4 separate regions of the Sus scrofa genome follow, and regions 1, 2 and 3 are each linked to region 4. Evidence: chromatin contacts called from public HiChIP or PLAC-seq and promoter capture Hi-C data. All regions are on one chromosome and are shown on one strand. Each heading gives the region's core, a stretch centred on a gene start, on an enhancer-like site or on the middle of the called end of the contact. The rest is flanking DNA. Distances are from core to core; before and after follow the strand shown.

Evidence for each region. Promoter capture Hi-C pulls out the DNA fragments that hold promoters and counts their contacts. HiChIP or PLAC-seq counts read pairs in DNA pulled down with a chosen protein or histone mark.
Region 1: a contact with region 4 is called in an H3K27ac HiChIP or PLAC-seq map of alveolar macrophages. The contact joins the enhancer-like site here to the promoter of STIM1 in region 4. A contact is called at or near these places in 4 of 5 promoter capture datasets (fetal liver, fetal skeletal muscle and liver), 14 of 47 Hi-C or Micro-C datasets (fetal heart ventricle, fetal liver, fetal skeletal muscle and 7 more) and 2 of 2 datasets of contacts at active chromatin or transcription factors (alveolar macrophages and skeletal muscle).
Region 2: an H3K27ac HiChIP or PLAC-seq map of alveolar macrophages shows a contact between it and region 4. The contact joins the promoter of RRM1 here to the promoter of STIM1 in region 4. A contact is called at or near these places in 1 of 47 Hi-C or Micro-C datasets (fetal skeletal muscle) and 2 of 2 datasets of contacts at active chromatin or transcription factors (alveolar macrophages and skeletal muscle).
Region 3: a contact with region 4 is called in a promoter capture Hi-C map of liver, with 18 times the contacts expected there. The contact joins the enhancer-like site here to the promoter of STIM1 in region 4. A contact is called at or near these places in 5 of 5 promoter capture datasets (fetal liver, fetal skeletal muscle, liver and 1 more), 26 of 47 Hi-C or Micro-C datasets (adipose tissue, alveolar macrophages, brain and 14 more) and 2 of 2 datasets of contacts at active chromatin or transcription factors (alveolar macrophages and skeletal muscle).

Annotation. Positions count from the first base shown.
Region 1 is chr9:6,107,526-6,112,820 of Sscrofa11.1, reverse strand. All of the region lies in intron 3 of STIM1 (stromal interaction molecule 1), which reads left to right. Among named protein-coding and RNA genes, the nearest start is that of RRM1, 45 kb to the right of the region's middle. Within about 2 kb of position 2,895, at least 31 of the 83 cell types and tissues checked have an H3K27ac peak or open chromatin away from gene starts, as enhancers often do. A contact at or near this core is called in alveolar macrophages, fetal liver, liver and 3 more, where this site is marked.
Region 2 is chr9:6,061,928-6,067,637 of Sscrofa11.1, reverse strand. RRM1 (ribonucleoside-diphosphate reductase large subunit) reads left to right here and starts at 2,427. Exons shown (of 20, transcript XM_021062424.1): 1 at 2,427-2,746. The coding sequence starts at 2,728. It also overlaps a transcript of STIM1 not described here.
Region 3 is chr9:6,081,321-6,086,510 of Sscrofa11.1, reverse strand. STIM1 (stromal interaction molecule 1) reads left to right here. Exons shown (of 12, transcript NM_001130974.1): 7 at 3,158-3,335. Among named protein-coding and RNA genes, the nearest start is that of RRM1, 19 kb to the right of the region's middle. Within about 2 kb of position 3,375, at least 13 of the 83 cell types and tissues checked have an H3K27ac peak or open chromatin away from gene starts, as enhancers often do. A contact at or near this core is called in fetal liver and liver, where this site is marked.
Region 4 is chr9:6,266,988-6,272,774 of Sscrofa11.1, reverse strand. STIM1 (stromal interaction molecule 1) reads left to right here and starts at 3,352. Exons shown (of 12, transcript NM_001130974.1): 1 at 3,352-3,490. The coding sequence starts at 3,352.

The sequences.
Region 1 (5,295 bases), core at 1,646-4,145, 160 kb after region 4:
TTTAGAGCTGCACCTGTGGCATATGGAAGTTCCCAGTCTAGGAGTCAACTCAGAACTGCAGCTGCTGGCCTACACTACAGCTACAGCAACTTGAAATCTGAGCCACAGCTCACGGCAACGCTGGATCCTTAACCCACTGAGTGAGGCCAGGGATCGAACTTGCATCCTCATGGATACTAGTCAGATTCATTTCCTCTGAGCCACAATGGGAACTCCAGCAGCTTAATCATCGTTTGCTTTGCTTGAATGCTTTCATACTTTGCTTCTTAGCCTAGTCTAGCTCTACCGCAGTTTGTCCCTCAGGTGGTCCCAGAGAGATCTTTCTAAAATAAATCTGACCAGGTCTCTGCTTACATTTTTAGTGGGTCGCCATTTTTTAACTTTTTTTTAAAATTTTTACTTTTTTGTCTTTTGTCTTTTTAGGGCCACACCCATGGAATTTGAGGTTCCCAGGCTATGGGTCTAATTGGAGCTCTTGCTGCCAGCCTATACCAGATCTGAGCTGTGTCTGTGATTATACCACAGCTCATAGCAATGCCGGATCCTTAACCCACTGAGCAATGCCAGGGATCAAACCCGCAACCTCATAGTTTCTGGTCGGATTCCTTTCCGCTGCGCCATGATGAGACCTCCCCCATTTTTTTTTATAATAATGAAACGGTTATCTAGGACACTAAATTTCGGGATGGAAGAGTTATTATTAAATGGAACCTAGAGAAATGAAGATATTACTAAAAATATCACAGGTAAATTCCTCTGTAATCATATGTAACCATATATTATTTTGAAAAGATAGTGACTTTTCTGTTGGTCAGGCAACACTTAACTCGTGTAGAACTAGCATTTAGTTGACGTCATAGCTGTGACTGAGTCCAAGCAAGTACTGCTCACCACACAGCAAGGCAATGAATTGAGAGACTATTTGTTGGGGCAAAGGAATAGCGACTTTATTCAGAAAGCCAGCAGACTGAGAAGGTGGTGGACCCCTGTCCCAAAAAACCATTTTGCCCGAGTTGGATTCAGTCTGCTCGTATACCAAAGGGGGGTGGGGGTTAACCGTCAGTCGTGTCCTGGCCCCAGTACAGCCCCCGAAGGGGATGCGGTAATTTCTTCCCACCTGCAGCCCTTGACAGGTGGTCAGGATATTTCCTGTGAGCTAAACAAAGGTATTTTAGCTAAATGCTCATTCCTTGGGGAGCAGGGTCCCCAGAGATGGGCCGTTATGTATAATTTAAGGTTATAGGCAACATCCCTTCAGTGATTAACTTGTAACAGAATCAACCTCCTTGCTGCAACTGCCCTCTCATTTGAAAAATCATCAAAATAAAGTATTGAAAGCTTCATTGTTGTTGATGAAAGAAATTATTGTAGAAAATGCCATTGTTTTTTTCATGTTTATCTATGTGGTGTTAGATGCACTGAATTAAATGTCCATTTGTTATCTCAAAATGAATTACCTCAGGAAGAAAAATCAGTATGTGCATGTAAATGAAAATCTGGCTTTCTTTTATATTCTGAGAGTTTCCTCATATTTGGATGCTCTTGTTCCTTACTCACCTCTGTAGCATCGGCCCCCAAAGTTACTGTTTTTCTCCTCCAATTAGTGTAAACATGCCTGCATTTGAAACAAAATTAACCGAATTCCTTCTATATACAAGGCATTGTGCTAGAGTCCTTTTGCATACCAGGCTCGTGCTTATTTCTGTGCTCCACTTGTTTTCATATTTTCTATGGGTCTTTTATTTTATTTTATTTTATTTTGCTTTTTTAGAGCCGCACCTGCGGCATATGGAAGTTCCTAGGCTAGGGGTCGAATCAGAGCTGTAGCCGCCAGCCTACACCACAGCCACAGCAGCGCCAGATCCGAGCTTTGTCTTTGACCTACACCACAGCTCACGGCAACGCCGGATCCTTAATCCACTGAGCGAGGCCAGGGATGGAACCTGCAGCCTCATGGTTCCTAGTCGGATTTGTTTCTGCTGCGCCGCGATGGGAGCTCCTCTGTGAGTTTTTATTATCTTTTCCATGGCCCTTTCTCTGTAGCTGCACTGGTTCACCTGCAGTTACTAGGATATCCACTTGCCGTTCTCTTCCATCCTTTGATGCTCTCACACATACTGTTCCCTGTTCCTTCCTTCTTTGTTGATCTGGTTAAATCCTACTTGATATTAAGACTCAATTTAAATATCTCTTTCTTTAGGAAATCTTCCCTGAAAAACCACAGGCTGGGTTAGTGCGTTCTCTGTTCCTCTAGCCTCTTTGTATTTATCTCATCACAGCACCTAGACACGAATTGCAACTGTCTGTTCCCTCGCCTTTTTATTTCCCCGACAGACTGCTCAAGGGCGTTATCTTATATGATTCTATCTTTTTTTTTTTTTTTTTCTTTTTGGCTGCACACACAGCGTGTGGAAGTCCCCAGACCAGGGATCGAACCTGCACAGGAGTTGCCACCTGTGCCACAGCTGCAGCAATGCCAGACCCTTAACCCACTGTGCCACAGCGGAACTTCCTGATTCTATACGTTAAGGCACAGGACCTGGCCCAGAACAGGGATGCGGAAGACAAGAGTTTGTCCTTGAGTCTGCCATTGTGTGTGTTATGGAAGTTGTTTGGCTCAGTCAACATTCCAAACTCCAAGTTGCCTGGCTCCTCTGCAGCCACGCTGCTAGTCTTTCTCTAACCTGGTCTCTGCTTTACAGGTGGTCTTCACTGTATGTCCTTTCGGGCTCTGGCTGACCTGTTTTATTGCCAGATAGCCTAGTGGGCCTGTCTCGTGGGGCCTGGGTGAAACGGCCAGATTCTTTTTTGCAGTGACAGCTTAGAGCTTGGTATTGATGCCGTGTTGGCACACTGGCATGGTGTCTGCCGCCCTCTAGGTCAGATGACAAACTGCTGCTGAGAGCCGGAAGGAAACCACTCAGAGAAACAAACCACAGGCCTCAGCTGCAAACTGTCCTTGGGGAGTGCTGCTTTGGTAAGACTGTCGGTGTCTTGGAGTGTTCTCTGTCCAGAGTTGCCAGATAAGAGGCTAGGCTTCTTGATGGCTTTTCTGACTCACTCCGGCAGTCCGTCACTCCGTGTCGCCGTACATCCCTCTTACCTAGCCCTTGTCGCACGGCGTGGCTCGTGTTTAACTCCCTGTCTCCTCTCCAGAAGAGAGCCTTGGTGCTGGAGGTCATCCAGATTGAGCTGGGTATCTAGAAACGAGTCAAGGATCTGCTAGGCTAGAAGCCCGTGAGAGCTTAGCGAAGGAATGAATGGCGAAAGCAATAGCAGCTAATGTTTGCTTAGCACTTCCTGGGTGCTGGGAGCTTGTCCTCTTTTCACTGCACTCTTGTGATGTGAGAACCCGCCTCTCATCATTTCATAGGTGACAGAACGGGGCACAGAAGGTTAAGTACCTTGTCCACGGTCTTACGTCCAGTAAGTGGCAGGTCTTGAACTCAAGCCAAGGCACTTGGTTCCCAAGTCCAGATTCTTAACCACTGGACTCTGTCTGACCAAAGGCTGACTGTGTGACCAGCTTACTGACAGATGCATGAAAGAGACAGAGAAGGTACTGGTAACCTTTCGGCCAGACGTAGGTCTTTTGGGATGCAAGTTTGAAACGACAAAAGTGAGGGCATTATCTGGAGGCACCACCATTAGGGGAGGGACATACTGATTCAGGAGCCTACTTCTTAACTGCTTATTCTTTCTCTGACAAGAAAAAGAAATGGCCAAGGCCAGGCATCTGTTCTGGCCGATCCCGGGAAGCACCGCTGCAGCTCATGTGCTAGGCAGTCACACCTAATGTTCCATCGCCCAAGTATCCACGTAGCTCATGTCCTCATTTTCTCGGCAGATGTTACCTCGTCAGAGAGGCCTTCCCTGATCTGATCTGACGTAGCACTATTCTTTATCCCCTTACCCTGCTTTATTTTTCTTCCGGTATTTATTACTACCCAACGGATAATTATTTGTTAGAGAGTTTTCATTTGTCTCCCTCTACCAGAATATAGGCACCAGGGATCTGTGACTGTTTTGTGTACTGTTATATTCCTAGATTTTAATTTTTTTTTTTTTCTGGCCACCCCTGTGGCACGCAAAAGTTCTTGAGCCAGGGATTACAGCTGCACCACGGCAGTGACCTGAGCCATAGCAGTGACAACGCCTGATCCTTTACCCACCAGGCCTCCAGGGAACTCCTCTATTCCTAGTTTTTAGAGTGGTGGCCTGGCAAGTAGTAGGTGCTCAATGATGTTGGAATTTCAGGCCACCTGCTTTCAAGGGCTTTTATCATTTGGCCTCAGCATGGCCTCACTCTGCTTGTCCCTATGTGTAACCCTTGGACTCTGGACAATCTGGAGTCAGAGTTCACTGAACAGGCCCCACACATTACAGCTCTCTGAATTGCTCATGCTTCTTTCGTTGCTGGAAATCTCTGTCCACCCAGATTCTGACCAGTCCTCAACATCTACCTCATATAAAGAAACAGTTACTACTGAGGTTGTATTAAATCCTAAGCATTTTCAAATATATGGACTCATTTAATTCCACAACTCTTGAGAGAGGTGTTGCTAGATTGTTAGCAACGTGGCTATAGGCTCTCTGTCTTGTCCCCAGCGCCTGGCCCAAAGTCGTGTACCATGAATGTTTTGAATAACTGGGTGAGTATTTTATAGAAGGAGAGGTTGAGGATCAGAATGGTTGTGTGATTTACCCAAGCTGGTCCATGACGGAGGCAGCATGCAGGGTAAAGCAGCTCATTTGTGTTGAGCTGAGCTGGACTCTTAGTCCAGTGGTTTCCAACTGCACAAGACAATCCCCTGGAGTGCCACAAGAAAATATAGGTAACTTGTATTTATATTGCATTCATTTTTGTCTCATTCTTTAATGTTTATGTATGTTTTACAATATTCCTAATATCAGTACAGAGGTCTAATTTATAAATAGGTGCTTGTATATTGGCAATTTGTGCTCTGATTTCTTTTACAGGTAGATGATGTCATTAAAAAGATTGGAGCCTACGAAGTTAGTCAACTTGTGCATTTCCTCCCTCCCCTCCTCTCCCCTCCCTCTCCTCTCCTCCCGCCTCATGGCACATGGAGTTCCCAGGCCAGGGATTAGATCCCAGCCATAGCTGCGACCTATGCCGCAGCAGCCATCAATGCCAGCTCCTTTAACCCACTGTGCCAGGCCAGGGATTGAACCTGCAACCTGGTGCTGCAGAGACACAGCTGATCCCATTGTGCCACAGTGGCCACTCCTTGTGCATTTTTCTTGTAAAGGACTCTTGGTTGCAGAAGACTC
Region 2 (5,710 bases), core at 1,178-3,677, 200 kb after region 4:
CCCACCCCTCCCCGACTTCCCCCAGCAGCTGGGGGAGGAGAGGGGGCGTAACTTCTGACACCTGTGCCTCAGATCTCTTCCACCCCATCAGGAGGGTTCTGTTTGCCCCAGACCGGGGCCCAGGACCTGATATTTGAGGTTTGTTCTTTGGGAGAGGGGTGGGCCAGAGGGAACCTTGGTCTGGAGTTCACTCAGGCGTCCGGCGGCCCACAGGGGAGCGAAACCAGTTCCCAGACAACAGGCCACTAGAGGGCTTGGAAGAGAGGCCAGGCTAGGGGCCAGGTCAGGAGAGACTTGTAGCTGGAGGATGAGTGGAAGCCAGAGATGTGGGCTACGAGGCAGTCACCTTCTCTCTCTCTCCTCTCACCCACACCTGCCTCTTTCTCATCCCTGCTCCCCACCCTGCAGGATGGTTTGTCTGTCAGAGGTGCTGCCCAAGTGCTCCCTAGGCATCAAGACTCCTGAGGCTCTGGATAGTCGGCTCCCCTAGTCATGGGAGCCTCAGCCACGACTCAGGGGCTGTCACGGGCCTTGGAGCTGCTGGGCAGCATGTTGTCGCATTTGAACCAAAAGACAGTTTCAAATTGAAAAGTGAAATAATCTGAATTTCCCAAGTGCCTGCACCATGCACTCCCCTTGTCAGAGCCCGTTTTCATGTTACGGCATAGCCTGGGCCAGAGGCTCAGAAGGGACACAGCCAGCTTAGGGAAGGGGTGGCCAAGGAAAATGGTATAGGTCAAGGCGGCTGTGCGACCACCTCCCCCTGCCCTTCCCACCCCCAGACACCTCTCTCCCTCACCTGTTTTTGCTGTGGCTGTAAAGGTATTTCCCCTCTGCCCTACTCCCTGCCATGTCTTTACCCCGGGATCCTGTTTGGGGCCTGGGGTAGGGGTTCCTGGGGCTGGTCTTAGGAGGTGCTGGCTGCAGACTGCCTTGTACCCCCTGGACACCCTCACATGGGTTTTTCTGTGTTATTTCATAAGACTCTTTGAAGTCCAATAAAGCATGTAGGAGATTTTAATCTCTGCTGGCCTTGATTCTCATTGTGTTTTCTGTGCTCTTTGTGGCATAGCAGACAGGATGAAGAGACATTTTGCCTTTGCCAAGGGAAAATGAAACTAATACACTTACCCAAGAGCCCTCTGGGTAGAGCTGCCAGATGAAATACAGGAAGCTCAGATAAACCTGAATTTCAGACAAGTACCTTTTTAGTATAATTATGTCCCACGCACTATTTGGGACACGTTATTTTTATTTGCTAAATCTGGCAACCCTATCTCTTGCCTGTCCTATGGCTTCAGCTGTCCCCTGTGACTCTTAGAATTAGGAGCAAACCATTTGACTGTGCTTCCCAGGTACTGCGTTTTTCACACATTGAAGGTTTGTGGCAAGCAATGCAGTTTTTCTATCAGCATTTGTTCACTTCATGTCTCTGTGTCACATTTGGATGCTTCTTGCGACATTTCAAACCCGCCACGGGAACCAAGTTGATGGCTCGCTCAAGGTTCAGATAGTAATTAACATTTTTTAGCAATAAAGTGTTTATTGAGGTGCGTACATCTTTTTAAAGACATAATGCTATCGCACACTTAATAGACGACGGTGTAATGTAAATATAACTTCCTATGACTTGCAGCATCGTGGCAGTCTCTGTGTTGTGATGGTCTGGAACCAAAATGCTAGTGTCCTCCAGGTATGGCTGTACCTCGTAGGAAGCCTGGACCACGTGGAGAGCAGTAAGAAACCGATGAAAGGATCCAGGGAAGGGATGCCACTTCAGATTTCATAGATGGCAGTTTGCCTAGCCCACAGAAACTTGAGCCTCCTGAGTCACGTCTCCTCCATTCTTCCTCCCCACATTCGGTCTCCAAGTCCTGTCCATGCTCCCTCCGCAAGGCCGTACTGCTGACCCTGTCTCTGCCACCATCCACTAGGTAATTCGAAAAGCAGTACTTTTAGTACTTCTGGTAATTCCAAAAAGCAGCACTAAAAAGGTCAGTGCTCCTGCCCCGCTGAAAACCCCGGCAGGGCTCGTTCCTCTTGCCCAACGCCCTTGGCCTAGCAGGGCTCGCTTCCAACACTGCGCGCTAGGCTCCAGGCGACCTCACAAAAGGTCGTGGGGCTCCCGAATGCCTCCGGCTGCGGAGCTCAGGCCCACGGTGGCAGTCTCGGGTTATCCTAGTGTAACAGTCATCAAGCCGAGAAAAATCCAACCCGAGGGCTTGGTATTTCAAATGTTCCTGAACCGTCTCCACCCACGCAGGGCGTGCCGGCGAGAGGGGCGGGGCCAAGCCTGGCGGGCTCGGCGTGCTACGACCCGCCACAGGGCTCCAATTCGTCTTTGCCCACACTCAACATGGCGGCGACAGAGCGACGTTCCCGCCAGGCGTGCCCACACACGCGCCTTCTCCTGGGCCCTGCCCACACTCAACATGGCGGCTGCGGGACCAGGCCGACTCTTTGGCCGCCGTTACGGGCGGCGTCGCGTAACGTCATCGGAGCTCCGTTGTGCGGCTCCTGCGTCGCGGCTGGCGGGAGCGGGAAGGGGATTCGGATCGCGGTACTCGGCCCTGAGGGGAAAGTGCGCTCTGGCCTGGTTCCTGGCCCTGCACCCGAGCAGCCCCTGGAGCTCTATCTTCCTCCGCGCTCTGCGCCGTCTGGATCCCGCCGACGCTTCGGAGTTGCAGCCGCGTCTCGTATCCGTCAGCACCTCGTCCACCAGCGGCGATGCATGTAATCAAGCGAGGTGAGAGGCCGGCGGATGAGGGACGCGGGCTGCCCGCCCGCCCGCCTCCGCCGTTCCCGCGCTGCCCGCCCCGGCCGCCGCTCGGCTGCTGCCCTTCCTCGGTTTGCCCCCACGCCACCCGGGCCTCGGCTCTGCGCCCCGCGGCTCTGCCCTCCGGCCGCATTTCCCTGGAGTAACCCCTTCCTTTAGCAGGCAGGTGGCCGGGCGCGCGCTGCACTCGCTTCCCCAGCGCGGGCCGCCAGGGACGGATTTTAGCTCCTTTCCGCCCTTGAACAGCCTGAAGCGCGGAGGTTGGCTGACCGACGTAGCAGCCGCCCGGTTTCAGAGGATAGTGAGGCCGGGGCTCGAACCCATAGCCAGCAACGGAGTTTTATTTGAAAGGCTTGGTCACCCGTCGTGCGCGCCGGGGGAGCTAGGAAAGAGGGGGCTCTGCACCCCGCACGGGCGCCTGCCAGCTCGATCTCTCTCGTGGGGCGAAGAGCGCCAGACGCAGGCCCAGGCGTCTCCATGGGGTTCGCCCTTTGTAGGGGATGTGCTGCCAGCGGCCTGAGTCCCAGACGAGTTTGGGGTCGATACTGGCAGGCCTTCCCCTTGATGGGAAGAGCTATGGCATCAGGAGGGCGGCCCAGACAACCTCTGACAGAGGGGGGCCCTCCCTGTGTTTCCTCAACGCTTATTTCCCGTTATGCTCGCTGAGTGCTTGCTTTGTGCCAGCCTTTTGCTTGCTTCTGTGAAATTCATTCCAAAAGGAGACAGCCCTGCCTGGGGAAAGGTTTAATCAGGTTGAAACAACAAGAGCAAAACACACTTGCAGCAGGGAATCATATGGGACAGGTACGAACAAGTTTTGAGTCGACTCCCTCTGCTTCTGTTAAAGCATTGACGTTCTTGCAAACTTGTAGGCACTTAGGAAGTAAATACGGGCGGTTGAAGTGTTCTGTCCGCTAGGCTGTGAGTGTTTCAAAGTCGGGGACTTTATGCCCACACTTCCGCAGAACCTGCCATGAATAGGTGCTCAAAGAGTGGGTGAGAATAATTATTTTATTTATTTATGTAATGTCTTTTCAGGGCCGCACATGGAGGTTCCCAGGCCAGGGGTCCAGTCGGAGATGTAGCTGCCAGCCTGCGCTGCAGCCGCGTGAGATCTGAGCCCGTCTGGGACCTGCACCACAGCTCAGGGCAACGCAGCTCCTTAACCCACTGAGCGAGGTTAGGGATCCCCCCGGAGTCCTCACGGAGAGCAGTCAGATTCGTTAACCACTGAGCTACGAAGGGAACTCCGGGAATAATTACTTTAAAATACAGGATATAATGAGTGATGTGGAAGGCAGGTAGTTGACTTGGTTGTAGCTGGGTGGTTTACAGATGGAGAGGTGCCCAGTGGGGGCCCTTCTTCCTGGCATTAGCATCTTAGAACATCATTCTCTGAATTTCCTGTCTCCCACTTTAGCTGAGGAGATGAAAGACCAAAATACAGGGTGTATTTTTATCAGGTCATTCCTATGAGCGAGGGAGGCTCATTCAGTTTCGTTTTTGATTTTTCTGTTTTTTTTTTTTTTTCTTCATTTTGTGGCTGCAGCCACGGCATATGGACGTTCCCGGGCCAGGGCTTGAATCCCAGCCAGAGCTGCAGCCTACAAATCCCTTAACCCACTGCACTGGGCCAGGGATCAAACCCTGCGCCTCTGCAGCAACCTGAGCCGCTGTAGTTGATTCTTAACCCACTGAGCTGTGGAGGGAACACCAGCATCCAGGTTTTTTAGACCTTAAACATATGGAAGGATGAGGCGCTCTTATGATAAATCTGTAACAGATGATTTGAAAACCTGTAGACATATTTCTGGGGTGAGTAACACCTCTGTGTTGCATTTTTAACCTTTGGGTCCACTTTCAAAGACTGTAGTTTAGGAGGTCCCATCATGCCTCAGTGGAAACAATCAGATTAGCCTCCATGAGTATGCAGGTTTTGTCCCTGGCCTTGCTAAGCGGATTAAGGATCCGGCTTCCCTTGAGCTGTGGTATAAGCTCAGACTCAGCTCCCGTCTTGCTATGGCTGAGGTGTAGGCCAGCAGCTACAGCTCCGGATTCGACTCCTAGCCCGAGAACCGCCATATACCATGGGTGCAGCCCTAAAAAGAAAAAAGAAAGATACTGTAGTTTAAAAAGTACTACCTACAACAAGCTCTAAGAGGCAGATCTTTTTTGTTTTGTCTTTTCTAGGGCTGCACACGCGGCATATGGAGGTTCCCAGGCTAGCGGTCTAATCGGAGCTGCAGCCTCCGCACAGCAACGCCAGATCTGAGCCGCGTCTTCGGCCTACACCACAGCTCACAGCAATGCTGGATCCTTAACCCACTGAGCCAGGCCAGGGATTGAACCCGCAACCTCATGGTTCCTAGTTGGATTCGATTCAACCCCTAGCCTGGGAACCTCCATATGCCGCGGGAGCGGCCCAAGAAATAGCAACAACAACAACAAAAGACAAAAAGACAAAAAAAAAAAAAAAAAAAAACTTGGCTTCCATACTCTCCTGGAGTAATTAATGGTTTTGAATTTACTTCACCCCATGTAAAGAAGTACTTCTTTCTATGTGAAACTCCAGATAATCTTCCAGAGGCAACCTCTTAGTTTTTATTTGGGGGATATGGAAGCAAATACGTGTAGACCCTACCCGGTTAGTCCTTTTACGATTTTGGACTTAGACCCTATTGCTCTTCATTCTCCCCAACAAGAAGTCCTGGCCACCTGAGGTACGTTCTCAATTGTTTGATGCAGAATCAATGAACAATAAGATACCACTAGTAATCCCTCATCGACCGAAGAAGTTATTTTTTCGTGAACACCGACACATTAACTAAAACAGCCCTTCTCTTTCTGACCATCCCTGGGACCCCTTTTCTAGCCGGACTCACGTGTGCAGTGTTTAACTCTGAACAGAGTTAACTGGCCCACTCTGGGCCTGAG
Region 3 (5,190 bases), core at 2,126-4,625, 190 kb after region 4:
CTGTACCTCGACTGTAGAGCTGAGGAAGTGAAGCCTCAGAGAGGGTGAGTGCCTTCTCTGGGGTCACACATCACGAAGCTAGGAGTGTTGACACCCTCAGCCTGCTGCCTCCGTAAAGGCAGCCCGAGCAGATTCATTTCGGCGGGCTGAGCTTGGGGGGGCCAGAGGAGTTTTATCTTTGAGCCGATTCCTGGCTACTTTGCTGGGCCCCTTATTCCTGGGCCCTCTTCCAGCTGGGGGCTAAATGCTGTTGTGTGGGCCGTCCCCATTCTTCACTTGTCTGAAAAGCATGTACTGTTTTCATTCCAAAGGCAAAGAATCTAGGCAGGAGACATTCCAAGTTTGGGGATAAAACTAAGCTCCCCGCCCTCCCTGCTCCCCAAGGCCTCCAGAGCGAAAGGACCTGTGGCCCTTGGAGAAGTGAATGTACACACCTGCCCAGGGCCAGCCTTGCACCCGTGCACACGCACACCCTCTGACGGACGGTGTCCAGAGCCCACGTGCCTCTTGTCCCTCCTGGCTCAGCAGGCCTACACTGCCGGCCACTATGGTTTTTTTTAATAGAGTTCCTGATATTTCGGATGACTACATATCATGCTACATGTGCATTCCAGCTAGGATTTCATTTGGTTCAAGATAAGTCTTTGAAGCAGGGAGGAATTTTGATTCCCACTTGAAAATGAAGGAATAGGCCTTGTCCAGGGAAGAGACCTGTCCATAGTCACACAGCTCCTTAGAGGCAGGGCTCGCAGTCAGGCCGCCTAGTTTTCTTACTCGTATGTGCTGTCAAGGTGCTCAGTCTTCTGTGGAGGCGGCGGCGCGGGGCAAGCTTTCAGTGTACGTATGTTTGCTCATTTCTGCGCCCAATAGCAGTTACGGATGCTCATCTCTATAGATGCTGTTAAGACTGTAATAAACGTGGGTCAGTTTAGATTCTGCTTTAAAGAGCTCCCGATTGTACAGAGAAGACAGGCATATTATAGGCTTTTTGGAAGAGGCTGCTTTCGGAGGAGACTGTTCGGTGGAGAACTGAATCTGTAATGGTGTAATTTCAAGCAGTCGGGTCAGGGACTGACTGTTCAGTGAGAGAAGGAGATGGGCCTGGAAATGGCGCCTCTGGTTTGTTTTCGCTGTGCCTCTAGCGCCACCTGCTGTGCACATACGGGGGTCGGGGTAAAGTCCTTGCAGCTCCAGGGGCCGGAGACTGCGAGTTGTCAGCAGTAAGCTTGCAGCCTAGATGTTTTTCCTCTTGTCACCACATCTTTTGAGGCTTTGGTCACCGACACATCCGGGCTTGGGATTTTTCAGAGGTTTAGTTCAGTTTCTGCCTCTTCTGTTTCACCCACGGGATTAACTCACTCTTCAGTGCTCTTCTTTCTGGACTGCTTTTGTTCTACAGCCTGGCCTTCCTCTTCTGTAGCTCAGGGCGAAGCCGTATGTCACTTGTCTTCCTCATCATCCTTTTCCCTTCCCATCCTGGTCCCCTGGTCGCGTGGTAGTTACGAGGGTAGGAAGAGCTGACAGTGGCTAGGTCCTTTCCCTCTCCTGGAGGAAGGAGCAAACTCACTTTTTCTGCTGAGTCTGCCCAGGCCATCCTGTGCCCTGAGTCCTTCCAGGCAGAGTCTGTCACCCCATCCTTTGGGCCTATCCAACCCCTTGTGTGTCTCTCTATTATAGAACCTGTCACACTGTGTGCCGCTGTCTGTTTACGTGTCTTTATTGGACTAAATCCTGACTACCGGAGTTCCCGTCATGGTGCAGTGGTTAACAAATCCCACTAGGAACCATGAGGTTGCAGGTTCGATCCCTGGCCTTGCTCAGTGGGTTAAGGATCCGACATTGCTGTGGCTGTGGTGTAGGTGGCTACAGCTCTGATTCGACCCCTAGCCTGGGAACCTCCATATGCCGTGGGAGCGGCCCTAGAAAAGGCAAAACAGACAAAAATAAACAAATAAATAAATCCTGACTGCCTCAGTGGCACTGACGGTTTTCTCATTCGCGTCAGTATATCTAGGGCTCAGCCCTGGACTTGTCATTTTGTGAACCCCCTTAAGTACTTGGGAATGAGTGGAAGGATGCCTGACTGAATGAACATAGATGGGTCTGTGGAGGAAGCTTGGTTGGATGCATTGAGTTTTTGTTTTGTTTTGTTTTGTTTTTCCAGTGAGCAGAGGGAATGCATGGGTGGGTACAAGGGTATTTTCGTTATAACTGACGCCCCTGAGCTCTTGCCCACCATGGAAGATACTTAGGAAGGGAGCTAAGGGCTGGGAGCAACAGGGGGCCCTTCCAAGCCCTGCCCAGCCCCTTTGGCATGAATTTCATTTTTCTGGGCTTCTGAGCACAGGTCCTCAGGAGTCCAAGAGGTACAGCTCAGTCGTTCCTTCCTCCCCTTCCCAAATCTCTCCGCTACTGCCACCCCAGTCGTGTCTCAGCCATTGGGCTTTCTCTGGGCCTTTGGTCTGGCTTGCAGGGTATTCTACATTTATTGCACCTTCCAGATACCTGAGTGTAAGGGGAATGGTTATGAGCTTTGAGGTCGAACGGATGGGAATTCCAGTCTCAGCTCCACCTGCCGTTAATGCCCCTCATGTCCCTACCTGTCCCAGGCTGATAGTGATACAGTCTGTCATTATCTGCAGAGAGGACAAATGTGAAATACCCCCCAAAACTAGTAGTTATGATCTTAGTATGTGAGACACCATAGAAAGAAGGATTCAGATACCCAGGAATCTAGCTTCGTAGCCTTCATTACCGACAAAGTGATGGCCAACCTGAGAATTAGGGTAATGGGAGTTCCCATCATGGCTTGGTGGTTAATGAACCTGACTGGCATCATGAGGACTCGGTTTGATCCCTGGCCTCACTCAGTGGGTTAAGGATCCGGCGTTGCTGTGAGCTGTGGTGTAGATCGCTGATGCAGCTCAGATCCCCCATGGCTCAGGCATAGGCCGGTGGCTACAGCTCCAATTGGACCCCTAGCCTGGGAGCCTCCATATGCTGTGGGTGTGGCCCTAAAAGGCCAAAAAAAAAATTACGGTAATGACGATGGATTCTGAGCGCTGGAGCCCTCGTTTTCCTCTTCAATGCCACGGCTCATGGCGGGGCGGCTGGTGCCCCCTCCCTGGCCTTCTCCAGCTGCCTGCCTCGTCCCCAGGCTGCACAAGGCCCAGGAGGAGCACCGCACAGTGGAGGTGGAGAAGGTGCACCTGGAGAAGAAGCTGCGTGACGAGATCAACCTTGCCAAGCAGGAAGCCCAGCGGCTGAAGGAGCTGCGGGAGGGTACGGAGAACGAGCGGAGCCGCCAGAAGTATGCGGAGGAGGAGCTGGAACAGGTGGGAAAGTGCGGAGCCCCCTGGGGGCGGGGCCACGGGGAGGGGCCAGAGGTCACGTGGGAGGGACGCAGCGGGCTCCGAGAGTACCTTTGAGTCACCAGACTCTTACTCGCAAGCGCGGTGGAAACGTTGCAAAAAATGGTCACCGTGGTTGTCAAAGAACAGCGACTAACAGATGGTACTAGTTATTTTGTCCCTTTTTAGTTGAGGTATTTACATCAAGTATGCAAATCAAAAGTATACAGCCGACAAGCCCTTACCCGTGCGTGTACTTGTGTCGCCACCATCCGGATCAAGAGTCAGGATCTTTTAAGCGCTCAGAAAGCTCACTTTTGCCTCCTCCTCTTTTCAGTATTCTTCCCAGAGGGAAACTATGGTCGGAAACGCTAAGCCAAATTATTTACCTGATTTTTTTTTTTTTTAATCTTCCCATGTGTTTATTTTGGATTTGGGTTTCTTTTTCTTTTTCCTTTTTTTCTTTTTTGCTTTTTAGGGCCTCACCCGCAGCATATGGAGGTTCCCAGACTAGGGGTCAAATCTGAGCTACAGCTGCCAGCCTACACCACAGCCACAGCAACACAGGATCCGAGCCGCGTCTGCAACCTACACCACAGTTTACAGCCACACCAGATCTTTAACCCACTGTTCGAGGCCAGGGATGGAACCCACAACCTCATGGTTCCTAGTCGGATTCATTTCCACTGTGCCACGACAGGAACTCCAAAGAGAAGTTCTTGATTTTAATGAAGTCCAATTAATCTTTTTTTATGGTTGGTGCTTTTTGTGGCCTGTTTAAAAATCTTTCCCTAACTCCAAGATATTTTCCTAACTTTTCTTCTGAAAGCTTTGCTCTTTTACTTTTCACATTTAGGGATATGGTTTATTTCAAACTAACGTTTGTGTGTGAGATGAGGTAGGAGATGAAGGTTTTTTCCCCCAGGCAGATACTCGATTCTGTTCTCTGGTGTGTCTGTCTGTCTCTTTACCCATGTCTCTCACAACAAGTCTTGGAATGTGATGGTGTTCGCTCCTCCAGCTTTGTTCTTCTGTGAGATGCCCGTGGCCATTCTGGGTTCTTCGCCTTCCCAGGTCGGCTTGTCACCCTGTTACACATGCTCCCCTGGGACTGCTACTATTTTTGCATTGAATCTATAGATTAGCGGAGGAGAAAACTAACATTTTCAATAATTATTCTAACTCGGGAGCATTGTTTATCCTGTCATCGAGTTAGGTCTTTTAAAGTTTCTCTCAATAATGTTTTGTAGTATTTAGTGTGGAAGTCTTGCCCTTAAAAAAAAATTTTTTTTTAAAAATTGCTCTTATTTTTATCATTGCCTGAGATAGAAGATTAGGTTATAGATTTTAAACCTTTAATCTTTTATAATACATACCTTTAGAGCTATAAATTTCCAAGTCAGCACTGCTTTTGCTGCATTGCCTAAGTTTTAATATTTTAATTTTCACTGTCATTCAGTTCACAATGTTTTCTAATTTCTATTGGAATTTCCTTTTTGACCTGTGGTTATTTAGAAGTGTGTTGCCTAATTTTCAAATACTTGGGAACTTTGCTATTTATCTTTCTCATTGATTTCCACTTTAAATTTTTCTGTGGTCAAAGAACATGTGCTGTATGGTTTCAGCCCTTTGTTGAGCCTTGGTCAATGTAAACAATCTGCACAATACAGTTGAAAGGCAAGGAGTGTCTGTGGATAAAAAACAAAACCCAACTATTTGCTGTTTGCAAAAGGTACACTTTAAATAGAAGCATACAAAACGGTTAAAAGTAAAGAATGACAAACTGTTACACTTAGAATGGATAAGCCATGAGGTCCTATTGTATTCCCCGGGGAACTGT
Region 4 (5,787 bases), core at 2,103-4,602:
CCTGCTTTCAATTTTAGGGAGCAGGTGCCCAGAAGTGAAATTGCTACAGCATATGGTAATTCTATTTTTAGTTCCCAGACACCATTTTAGCCTCACAGGAAATGCAACAGGCTCTGAGAGATTCAAGGCCTTGGTGTGAATTGGTAACATACCCTTGCTTCCTGCCTCCAAGACCCAGGCTCTTTTGGACCAAATGCGTTTTGCACCCATACCCCCAAAGAAATAGCATGGGGGCGAAGAAGAGAAATGATGCACTCGAGCTGAAAGGAGGTTGTTTTAAGCATGCTTTCCTTTCCTTTTGTCTTGTGTGTTCTCTCAGACAAATGAGTGCACCAGCAGGTGGACTGGCTTAGGCAGAAAGGATAAACTAGTAGTCTGAGTGATCAATGTAGGCTGCAAATGTGTTTTATGTGGCCTATATAGGGTTTTATACCTTTAAAGGGCTATGTCTTTTTTTTTTTATATTTAATTTTTTGTCTTTTTAGGGCTGCACCTGCGGCATATGGAGGTTCCCAGGCTAGGGGTCTAATCAGAGCTGTAGCCGCCGGCCTATACCACAGCCACAGCAACGCAGGATCCGAGCCATGTCTGTGACCTACACCACGGCTCATGGCAATGCCAGATCCTTAACCCACTGAGCAAGGCCAGGGTCAAACCTGCATCCTCACGGATGGTAGTCAGGTTTGTTACGCCTGAGCCATGATGGGAACTCCCAAAGGGCTATATCATTTAAAAGTTCAGATTTTCATCTTCTCCTAAAAGTGATCCAACAATACTGAGTCCACCTTCCTGCCTACTCACCAGTGTGCCACTGTCCCCACCACTCCCTCTTACTTCCACCTACTTCTCTCGGTAATATTGGCTATTTCCCCATTTTGCTGTTTGAGCTTAAGACTCCTGGCTCAGAGTGTAGGTCTAGGAGAACCTAGATCAGGGGCTTATCTTCTGTTAGGGCCAGCTTCTCAGCACACCACTGTTACTTGAGAAAAGAGTCATCAGAGGAATTAACTTCTGCCAACCAGCTTTTACTGAACCCTGACTATGTATAGGGCCCATGACTGGATGGTTGTTTCCTAGACATGAGTAAGGCACAGCCTCTGATCTCTGAAAAGCCACAATCTGATGGAGAAGGCAGACGTGTGTACGGTCTGATTCTGGACCAAAGGTGTGTGTGTGTGGGGGGGGGGTCAGAGCAGCAGTTTCTGAGATGATCTGGAAGTGTATCTGAAAGGAGAGGCCAGCTATATGAAGAGGTGGTGGCACCGGGGCAGAGGAGAGTATTTCATGCAGACACAATGCCCTAGTGGGGGGGGGGGGGGCAGCTGAGGTTCCGTGCGTTTGAGGAACTTAAAGAGGGCCAGGGTGACTGGAGTTTAATGAGTGGGGTGAGTGGTAGTAGGTGACGTCAGATGTGTATTTTTATATCAACAGCCTAACCCTTAAGCCGGGCAGCTGTTGGGCAAATCCATGTTGCCGGTCTCCAGAAGCCTTGCTCAGGACAGGTAGCTGGCTTAGCAGTGTCAGAGGAGGGACCAGGCCTAATCCCTTCGCCTGCCTCTGATGCCAAGGACAGGGTAGGGCACGGAGCAGGTTTCAGTAAAGATCTGCTGACAGCATACTTGAGACGAGAACAGGAAGTGCAGGCTCTGTTGAAGGCGGCCCAGGGCGGCTCCCTCTTTATGGGGGCAGGTCGCTAACGCCCCTAAGCCACAGAGGGCTGGGAGAGTAAGATGCAGGGAGCAACGAGCCACAGGCCCTACCCGCGAAAATCTCGGAGGGGAGGGGACCTGAGGAGGGGACCAGGTGGGAAAACGCGCTGTGAGAGTTGAGGGAGGGCATCCGTTTTAGCTTAAATGAGTGTGTGGCGGGCGGTCAGGAAGGCAGATGGGGGCCCTTGAGCTGAGACTTAGGGGAGGGGTAGGGCAGTTTTACCTACAGTGGCTTGGACGCTTCATTTTGTTTTCTGGCATCATTTCCTCTTAAAACACCAACAGGCCCTAATGGGCCTCCGGCGGGGCGGGTCCTCGCTCCTCTCCCCAACGCTCCGCAAAGGGGCAGGGCCACCCAAGGAGCCCGGGTCCCGACTGCAGCACCCAGATCTGCCCGCCAGGGGCCGCTGCGCACGGGGTGACGAAGCGCGCGGGTTCCTAAGCTGCAGAGAGGAGGAAGCCGATTGGCTGCGAGGCGCGGCGGGAGGGCGGAGCTTCGGTTGCCTGTCCGGAGTGGGGGGCTGGGAGCGCGCCCCCGGCCGCAGCAGGCCCGGCGGTTGTCGCCGCCGCAGCCCCGGGCGGCAGTAGTGGTGCTGAGGGCTTCTGTCCAGCCTGGCTCTAGAGCTGAGGCGAGTGGAGCCAGAGATCCGGGCCGGGCTGCTACTGTCATCCTCGCAGCTGTCGCCGCGGGCCTGGGTTACCTGAGCGACTGCGTGCCGGGGGCCCGCCGGTCCCTCCGCCGGCGGTTGGCGCGGGGGAGACGCTCGCGGGGGACGGGGAGGCCGGGACCCGAGCCTTGGCGGGGGAGAGCGGTCCTGGCCGAGACCCGCGCGGGCCAGCGGCCGGGAGCGCCCGCGGGGGTCCGGGGGCGCCGGGCGGCTGCCTTGCCCAGGTTATTCCGGGAGAAGCCCGGCGCTGGGGCGGGCCCGGGCTTCGCTGGGGGCCGGGCGGCGCGGGGCGGGCCTGCCGGAGAGCACGCCCCCGCCCGCCCCGGGCCCGCCCCGCGCCGCCCGCCCGCCCGCTCCCGAGCCTCTGTCCCGGGCCTGGCCCGTGCGCGTCCGCCTGCTGAACCTGGGCACTGCCGGGCGCCTGGGCACGGGACTGGGCGGGGGCGCTGACCTCGGCCTAGGAGGCCTGGGATCCCCGAGCCACCCGCGGGGGCCTGGGAGTCGCACGCCCTCCTCGAACCTGTGCTGCTCGCTGCTGCTCGGCGGGGCGCGGCCAGGTGCCCCCCTCTCTCCCTCTCTTGTCTCCCTCCCCCACCCCGGTGCCCGCAGGTCGTCCTGTCCGCCCGCCCCGTCTCGCAGGGGTGTAGCCCGCTGCGGAGCTGACAGCCGCTCCGCGGCCACCCAGCCCAAACTCTCCGGAAGCGGCCCGAGCCGACAGGGCGCTCAGGCCGTCGCAGCTCCGGCGGACCCACTATTGGACCAGAGGCGCCGGCCCTCCTCCTGCGCCCAAACTTGGAGCACTTGACCTTTGGCTGCCAGAGGAGGCCAACTCGCGGGTGGCTGGACAGCTGCGGCACCTTGAGGGCATCTTGCCTGGGGTTCCAGGACCGTCGGCTGCACTCCGGGGCTCCCGGCTTTGCCTCTGGGATCCCGAGGTGGCCAGAGCCGGCGCATGGTGACTGAGACCGGGAGTCATGGATGTGTGCGCCCGTCTCGCCCTGTGGCTCCTCTGGGGGCTCCTCCTGCATCACGGCCAGAGCCTCAGCCAAAGCCACGGCGAGAAGGCGACCGGAACTGGCTCAGGGGCCGGTTCTGAGGAGTCCACTGCAGCAGGTAAGGCCTTGCCACGGGCAAGAACTGAGTTGCCCAAGTGGGGAAGTTGAACCCTGGGTCTCTGCATGTGCAGTGGATGGAGGCCCCACACATGGCACTGGCTGTTCTTAGTAGTCCAAGGAGTTCTTTCTGTTCAGGAGCCGTGACTACTGTCTCTCTGTCTCTCCGACAACTTCACTCATCCCTCCTCAGGGTGTCCTTTGTTGGCAGTGAAAGGAGGTCTGCCTTTGGGGTAGCTTGGCCTTGCAGGTCAGCAGGCCAAGACCCCTTCTCAGGACGACTTGACTGCGAGGGTGGCCTGCGCGGATGATAAGGCTGTTGCTCTTGGCCAGTTTCAGCACTTGGCAGCACAGGGAGGTTGAGGCTGCTTGGGTTGGTCAGGGAGAGCCAGGACCGGGCCAGCTCTGTTACTCCATAACGTAGTGTTGAGGTGTGCCGGGCTATTCCAGTAAGTGTGGGAAGCCAAGTCCCTCCCTTCCCCTAGGTGATCCGCTGTCTCCTAGCTGTGCCCCTTTGAAATAGCAAAGCAGCTCGTTCCTTAGATGGTTTCTGACTTACCGCCGTGGAGTTCAATGGCCTTTTCCTGAAACGGGCGTGATAAAATTCCTGGGACCACTTGTTGGCTTATTCTCTCTCTTCTGACTGATGAGGGTAGGAATTCTACGGTATTTTCGATCTGTCCTGGTTTTCCCTGTGCACCCAGGGAGCCTTGTCAAACAGCAGGAGCCCTGGAGTGCTGTGGCAGGAGAGCAGAGCACGTTTAAAATCCAGTTGTCGTATATGTGTGTGTGTGACTGGGTCACTTTGCTGTTCAGTAGAAAGTTGACAGAACACTGTAAACCAGCTATCATGGAAAAAATAAAAACCATTTGAAAAAAAAAATAAAACTGACTTGTTGTACATAAGGCTGAGAAGGAATTCAGTTTCGTATTCCCATGTCTCTCACCCTGTCACTGGGATTTGCCAGAAGCAGTGAACTCAGAGTGAGGAGAGTTTATAGCTGGGTTCTTTCTGTGGGTGGGCGAGCTGGAGTCAGTATCTGTTGATGACAGGGAGGAAAAGGAAGTGGAGGTCGTGGTGGCTAGGAAGTTTCGTGGACGGATGCAGAGGCTGGCTTTGGCCATAGACCCTTTCTTAGGAACCCCCCTTTTAAATTCCTTGACTGGGCTGGATATGATTGCAGGTACCCCAGGTGCTGGCTTCCAAGTGAGCCCAGCATTGCCCAATGTACCAGCATGGTACCTCGGCTGTTGCTTTGAAGATGGGCCCTTCTTGCCTGTGAATCCTGTTTCTCCAAACAGTGTCTCCTTGGCCCCTGACACCCAGCTCAATGCTTGGAAGGGGAGGACTGGTAGGCAGATGTAGGTCAAACTTTGAAAAAGACTAAAGGAGCATCTCTGCTGTTCCAGTGACATCCTTGTTTGTAATTGATAATATGTCCCTTTTTCACCCTGTAATATGAGCGCCTGACATAAAATGTGCATATATATACATATATTTTTTTTGGGGGGGGGAATGTGTTCTATATTTTAGACACACGCTGAAAAGGAAGACGTTTTGAAGTTAGATGTTGGCTAGCTATCAGGAAGATTTGTTCGTGTGTGTTCGTGTGCCTTCCGTAGGTCCTTCCAACATCCCTTACAACGCTCCTGATTCGAGCTTATGGAAATAGCCCTCCATGTGTTGTAGGGGCCTGGCTGTGTGGATTATCCTACTTAGCCTTCTTTTTTTTTTTTTTTTTCTTTCTTCCTCTCAGTTCAGAAATTAGTTTGTCACCACCGTATACTGAATCCCAGGAAGTCTCAGAGACCCTGGTGCTGGAAGTGACTATGGTTTGGGGTAACCTGGAGGCCCCAGTTGCAGCTATTTGGTAGACTGTCCCCTTAGGACTGTCTGGGGCTTTGCCTGTGACTCAGATAGGAACTCATTTTTGCAAAGAGGTGGCCTAGGCTCATGAACTGGGCTCTGCTAAAGGGTTTGGTGAAGAGCTTCCTGTGCAGCCAGGAACTCTTGTAGCCTTTCCTGTCCCTCTGGAGCCTCAGAACACAGGTGTTTTACTTACCCTTAAAGCTGCCACCTTTTGGAATCAGATTCAACATATTTAGTCAATTTGTGTGTTCTCTAAAGTTTGTGTTTTACAGTCTCTCAGCTGGTTTTCCTACAAAAGTCTCAAAATTGTCCTTTTAGAATGAGGGGCAAGTGATGCCATCACCATTTTTGCTGGTGAAGAAACTGGATCCCGTGCTCATTTTTCCGATTCTTAAGTCCTAGACCTCTTCCATCTTCCATCTTCTTAG